Regions from separate parts of the Mus musculus genome. Here region 2 is linked to region 1. A link is a contact called in public HiChIP or PLAC-seq data. All regions are on one chromosome and are shown on one strand. Each heading gives the region's core, a stretch centred on a gene start, on an enhancer-like site or on the middle of the called end of the contact. The rest is flanking DNA. Distances are from core to core; before and after follow the strand shown.

What was found. HiChIP or PLAC-seq counts read pairs in DNA pulled down with a chosen protein or histone mark.
Region 2: a contact with region 1 is called in a FOXA1 HiChIP or PLAC-seq map of pancreatic cancer cells. The contact joins the promoter of Ly6c1 here to the promoter of Lypd2 in region 1. A contact is called at or near these places in 8 of 39 promoter capture datasets (the 3T3-L1 cell line, 3T3-L1-derived adipocytes, the C10 cell line and 5 more), 2 of 15 datasets of contacts at CTCF or cohesin (the NIH/3T3 cell line and large pre-B cells), 5 of 115 datasets of contacts at active chromatin or transcription factors (kidney, large pre-B cells, microglia and 2 more) and 2 of 9 other capture datasets (adipose tissue and liver).

What each region holds. Positions count from the first base shown.
Region 1 is chr15:74,732,703-74,735,705 of GRCm38.p6, forward strand. Lypd2 (Ly6/Plaur domain containing 2) reads right to left here and starts at 1,611. Exons shown (of 3, transcript NM_026671.1): 1 at 1,528-1,611; 2 at 265-384. The coding sequence starts at 1,585. Gm33124 (a long non-coding RNA gene) reads left to right here and starts at 2,179. Exons shown (of 3, transcript XR_384182.2): 1 at 2,179-2,215.
Region 2 is chr15:75,047,277-75,050,255 of GRCm38.p6, forward strand. It overlaps Ly6c1 (lymphocyte antigen 6 complex, locus C1), which reads right to left and starts at 1,561. Exons shown (of 4, transcript NM_010741.3): 1 at 1,509-1,561; 2 at 1,166-1,248; 3 at 77-193. The coding sequence starts at 1,235.

The DNA.
Region 1 (3,003 bases), core at 361-2,860:
TTGAATTGGTCTGTGGGAGGATTTGTATGTTATATAGAATGTAAAACACAAGTTGTAAGACAGCTTTACAAGGACTTCCAGAAAAACTTCAGGGGCCTCCCATGATGAGGGGAGAGGGGGAAGGGTGGGGGCTAATGGCCTGGACAGAAAGTCTCTTGGCAGAAATGGTGGGATGATGGTGCAGGCTGTGTGGGGACCCAGATGGTCAGGGATCCGTGGTCAGAAAAGGGGATCCCAGTTCTGTCCCACGCAGATCCTACTGACCAATCTCCAGGGAGTAGAGCGTAGTCTTGCACATGGTTTCATTGATGTGGCAGTGGGTGGTGGTGACACAGTTGGATGCACTCACAGGATTCGCACAGGTGTAGCACTGTAAGGCCATAGCTAGGAGAGGAGGGATGAGAGGGCAGTGAACAGGCCTTCCTGTCTCAAAAGCCCAAAATGTCTTCACCCAATGTCCTGCTCTGCCATGGAGGCTTAGTCTCAGAAGACAAGGACACTAACCAGGGACCAGATGCCCACTAACCAAGCTCAGGGGAGACAACATGACCATTGAATCAGGGTCTTACAGAATGTGCCCCTGGAATAGTGGGCTCAGCCTGGGACCAGGATGGGGACAGCTGATTTGGAATAATCATCAAAACACACACACACACACACACACACGCACACGCACACGCACACGCGCACACGCACACGCACGCACACGCGCACACGCACACGCGCACGCGCGCGCACACACACGTACATTCACGCGCACACCACAACCGCAGATCGGTGTGAGCAGACATTGTTAAGGCAGACGCCCTTGCACTTCCTCATCACCAAATGCCCTTCTGCTGAAGTGCTGCCTGTCATGGGGGTCAGACAAGCAGGTCCTTGGAACACTGGGTGGGAGCTGCACAGAGGAGTTCACAGGTACCAGCTTGGCAAAGGTGTCTTCCCTGAGGGGAGGGCTGCGGGTGTAGAGCCTGGCTGGAAGGCACTGTACAGTCTTGCTAGCATTCCAGACCCAATCCCAGAAGCCCCAGGAAGCCTAGCTTGTCTCCAATCAATTCAGACACACAGGGAAGTCATCCCTCCCCCAACCCCACACAGACAGTGACCTGGTAGGGCCTCTGCCTCTGGTTCAGTCAACCTCTCCAAGAACTGTATGGAACAGCCTGGCTTGAGCCCTCATCACTGAGCACATAACGGGCTGACAGTCAACATCATGTCGCCACTTGTTTGTCTCACCCTGTCTCTGGATATTTCTGGATGTCCTTTCCCCAATTACATGTCCATCATATCCAGAGTCCCAGGCCATCTGCCCCAGCATCCGAGATCTCCCCTCTTCTCCTGCTGAAAGGCTTGCACTAGCAAACACACCAGTATCCTGAGGCTCTCCGCTGGCACCTAGGGCTTTGGTGCCGGCTTCTGCCCGCCTGGCCGGTCCCGGCTCAGCGTTCTCCTTCTCTGAAACTCCCCCATGAGAAACTCTCTCTGAGAATAGTCCTGGGGCCCGCTCCCGTGCTCCCCCATGCTCACCAAGCTCCCCGAAGGTGCCCAATATCAGTGCCAACAGCACCATCCAGGTCCCCTGCATGGTCGAGGTCCTCACTCAGGCCTGCCTGGTGGGGAAATGCCTACAGCGGTGGTCTGACCGGTTGGCTAAGCAGATTAGAGGAGGATCAGATTTCTGGAGGGCCTGCCCTGCTTCCTCACCCACACCCCATTCCCCAGGGCTCCCTGGGGCTCCCTCGGACCCTACCCAGCCCTCTCAGACTGTTCGAGCTCCACCCCTCAAAGCTGCTGTTCCACCCTTCCCAGGCCCCTCTCCTCCCCATAGGTTATGGGTCGTCTTTCTTTTCCCACTGGGGACCCTTCCACACCACCCTACAACTCCTAGCCAAGAAAATCTTCCAGATTCCTTCTTCCAGGACAGGTCAGGGGTCTTCAGGCTGCACAGAATGGGACAATGGGAGCTGGGCTCTCCTGCACTTTTCCAGCTGTGGTAAAGAGCTTTTACCTTGTGGCCTTCTCCAGAGCTTTGGCCCAGCAGCTCTTGGATGGAATCTTTCCAAGATGATCTTGCACCTCCCAGCTCCTCTGAAGTGGTCAGGGGGAAGGTGGGGTGTGCCAAATTGCCACTGACAACCAGCCCAGAGTTTACTCAAAGGCCTAAGGAACAAAGACAGAACTTGCTTGATCAACAGGAAGGTGTTTTGGAGGATGGGTGAGCTGGGGAGGCCCAGGGTTGCTTTGGGGGACACTGTTTCATGTTTCCTGGAGGGCCATCCACTCTCGGCTTGTCTGCACACCTTGATCTCCAATGGCTCATAGGCTGATCTTAGGCAGGACTTTCCTGGGCCCCTCCACCTCCTCCTTCCTCTCTCCACTGAAGGTCAAGAGGTAGGGACAGCAATTCGAAACCCGTGGGTCTTGATCCCTTTGTCAATCCTCTATCTTTAAAAAAAAATTACATTATGATTCATAACAGTAGCAAAATTACAGTTATGAAGTAGCAACAAACATAATTTTAAGGGTGGGGGTCACCATAGCATCAGGTCTGCCTGTCTGTCTGTCTGTCTGTCTGTCTGTCTGTCTCTCTCTCTCTCTGTGTGTGTGTGTGTGTGTGTGTGTGTGTGTGTGTGTGTGTGTGTGTGTGTGTGTGTGTATGTGTAGAGTGTAGTGTCCTTGCCCTAGACAGAATGCTATGACAGGGATCCCCATGACCTGGCAGCACCTGGCTCGTCCTGATTTCCCACAGGTATCTTCCTAGAGTAGCTTGTCCCAGCTGAGACATGTAGGGGTGGGGAGCATATCTACCTGCCTGACTCTGCTAGTGGTAAAGACCACACTGTTGCTGGGCTTCCCAGGTGTCTCTTTGTCCAGCATCCCAACCTTACTCCTACTCTGGCTTTGTTCTTGTTATGCCCCCAGCAAGGTATGTCCACTCTTGCCACTGCCCTCAGGAGCTCCACTGGGGTCTGGCTTCACCCTGCATGGGAAGGTCCTCATTTG
Region 2 (2,979 bases), core at 311-2,810, 310 kb after region 1:
CATAACAAGTACCCAGACATGACGTTTTCTCCAAAGCCTTCCTCAGCCTTTTTTATATAGGTCACAGGGAACTTACCCTCAATCAATTCTATGTTTTGAGCAATGCAGAATCCATCAGAGGCGCGGCAGGTAACTGCTGGGCAGGAAGTCTCAATTGGCACTCCATAGCACTCGTAGCACTGCAGTCCCTGAGCTGAGAGAGAAGTAAATACATGAGAGCTAGGACATGCAATTCCTAGCCCAGACATTCCTCTCCAATGTCTTTATTTGCACACAGCTGCTGGCCACTAGGTCAAAGCAAGGACATTACTGCACAGTCACCTCCACCAAAACAAAAGTGAACCAAGAGCCACCATTGTTCAAATATGCTCGGTACTGCTGTCCTAGCTAGCCAGCTCCATAGGAGACACGTGCACCCCAAGAGATATTAGAGAGAAAGTCACCATATTGGGAAGACATAGATATCAAATGTCTGCCGAAGCAGTGAGTGGGTGTGTAAGTAGGTAGTGCTGCCACCAGATGGGGAGGCCTCTTCTGACCTGTCCTACCCTACACGTGCAGAGGTGGACCCTGTGTATTGGAGCATGACAGAGCACTGAACTTCCCAGGGTGCAGCTCAAACTGAGGCTCACCATAAGGCTTCCTGCAACACAGATGTAACTAGAAGTCTAGGGGTATCTGAGAGCTGAGACCTCTTAGAGTAGCACCCAGCTCTCATACAAAATGGGCTGGGGCATAAGAAAAAGGCAAATGCCAACCAAGAATCAAGGATTGCAAACCACTTGACTTGGCTGCCAGGTTAGGAAGAGAAGCCTCTGCCAGTTTAAGCGCACATGGGCCAGAGTCCTGACTGGGAGGCCAGGGCAGCAGGGTAGAGTCTAAGGACAGGCTGCTCTGGTGGCCAAGGTTTGTGGCATAGGTAGTTTGTTCCAAGAGTCCTTCTGGCATATTTTGTTTGTTGCAAGGCAGGCACTGGCAGGTTTACAGACCCAGTAAAGCATCCCAGTACAGGAGGCTTCACCCACCACAAGACCATTCCCAATCCCATGACCCCAGCACATCTCGGGTACTGGGCACACAATGGAAGTGTAGGTGTACCCACAACCCTGAGGCCCTTTTCCATCTCCATTGTACCCTCCTGCCCCTCTCTCATTTTCTACCTCACCTCTTTCTGCACACAGTAGGGCCACAAGAAGAATGAGCACACAGGACTTTGTAGTGTGAGAAGTGTCCATCCTCAGAGAAGGGCTGCACAGATAAAACCTTGGAAGTTGGAGCCAGTTAATAGACCCCAATCACATCCCTGGGCTCTCACAGGGCTCAGGCATCCAATCTTCCCTCCCTCCAACCCTCCACACAGCTTTCCCTGAGGAATACATGTCTGCCTACTTCTCTCACCCACCACCCACCCAGCTCTTCCTTCCTAATCCCACACTCCCAACCCCAGCCCTATCCTGAGGGCTCTTCCCTTTGTCACCTAGCAGCTCCCTCCTCACACCAGTCCTTACTTCCTCTCAGACAAGGTTGCAGGCACAGTGGCAAGTTCTGTCAGATGTGGACTGAAGTACTTTAATTTCCTTCAGCTCCTCCCAGCTGGCATCCTGAAGAGGGAGGGGTTTCAGTACTTAACCTTTTCCAGGCCATCATGTTTATTGGTTAAGAGGTAGCAAGATTTGTTTGTGACCTGATCAAGCCAGATTTATAGCAGTTGGGGAGGAACCATGGTGCAGGAGAACTGAGAGGGCCGAGGGCCAGAGGCCACAGTTGACTTGTGCTTGCCAACTAGAAAGCAAGGGAAGAAGTCAAGTTGCTCAGCCCTTTCCTAGTATTGTTTTGTTTAGCTTCATGTTTTTTGTTTGTTTATTTTGGGGTTTTTTTTTGCCTTTTTTTTTTTTTTATACAAAGTTTCTCTGTGTAGCTTTGGCTGTCCTAGGACTTGATCAGTAGACCAGGCTGGCTCCAACACACAGCAATCAAAGGGGTGCACAACAGCCGCTGATACTTCTGCCTCCACTACCTGGCTTTTTTCTGTTTCTAAATAGAAGGTATGGTTTGCAGTGGCTCAGAGCCAATGGCCCTCCTTCCTATAAGCAGGCAAACAATTTACAAATACCTAAAGACTGGCTCTGGTGAGCAAGCCCCCAGTAGGCTCTTGCATCCACAAAGTGAGATTCCTGAGGCAAGAACTAACTGGCAACTGGGATGGAAGTTACCAAGCAGTGTCTGATGTGTTTGGGGATGTATGGGGCTGTGGGTGCTGGACAGAGGTAGAGGCCTAAGCTGGAAATCATCCTGAGATGATACCACAGCAAATGAACAGCTGTGCTCACAGGACAACTGAGTCCCAAAATGGACCACAGCATCAGTGAAGCTGAGCGCACCCCACTTAAGCAGGGAAGGCTGCTTACACTCCATGGCCTCTGCCCGAGCACCACTAAAAACCCCTTCCTTCTTACCCTATAATATATCATATAAGCAAACAGTTTGCCTCCAACACCGCATAACCCAGCACAGTGGTAGGAGGAAGAGAGCAAGCAAGAAATGTTGTCTCTCTAATTCTGTCACATGCTGTGCTTGGTATTGGCTCATGCATGAAGAAGTGTATGTGAAAGAAAGAGCAGGAGACAGCAAGCCTCTGCAAACAAAGAAAAAGCGGCAAGGAAAGATCCAAGTGATAATCCCTGCCAATGTCACCACCCAATGAGGTTATGAGGCTTTTTTTTCCCCAGAGGATGGGTGAGGTCACTTACAGGAATATGCATAAATTCTGAGCAGCTTAGTCACCACCAAATCTCACCCCATCATAAAAGCAGTACACGGAGTCCCTCTTTCAGTAAATCCTCTGTATCCTCTATATTCTAGTATCTTCTGAGAGCACTTGTGCTTGGAGGAAAACAGGAGGGAGTCATGGCTGGAACCCCAGGTGACAGTATTCCCTTCTGAGTATAGAGAGTTCTGCCCATTATCACAGACCTGTTG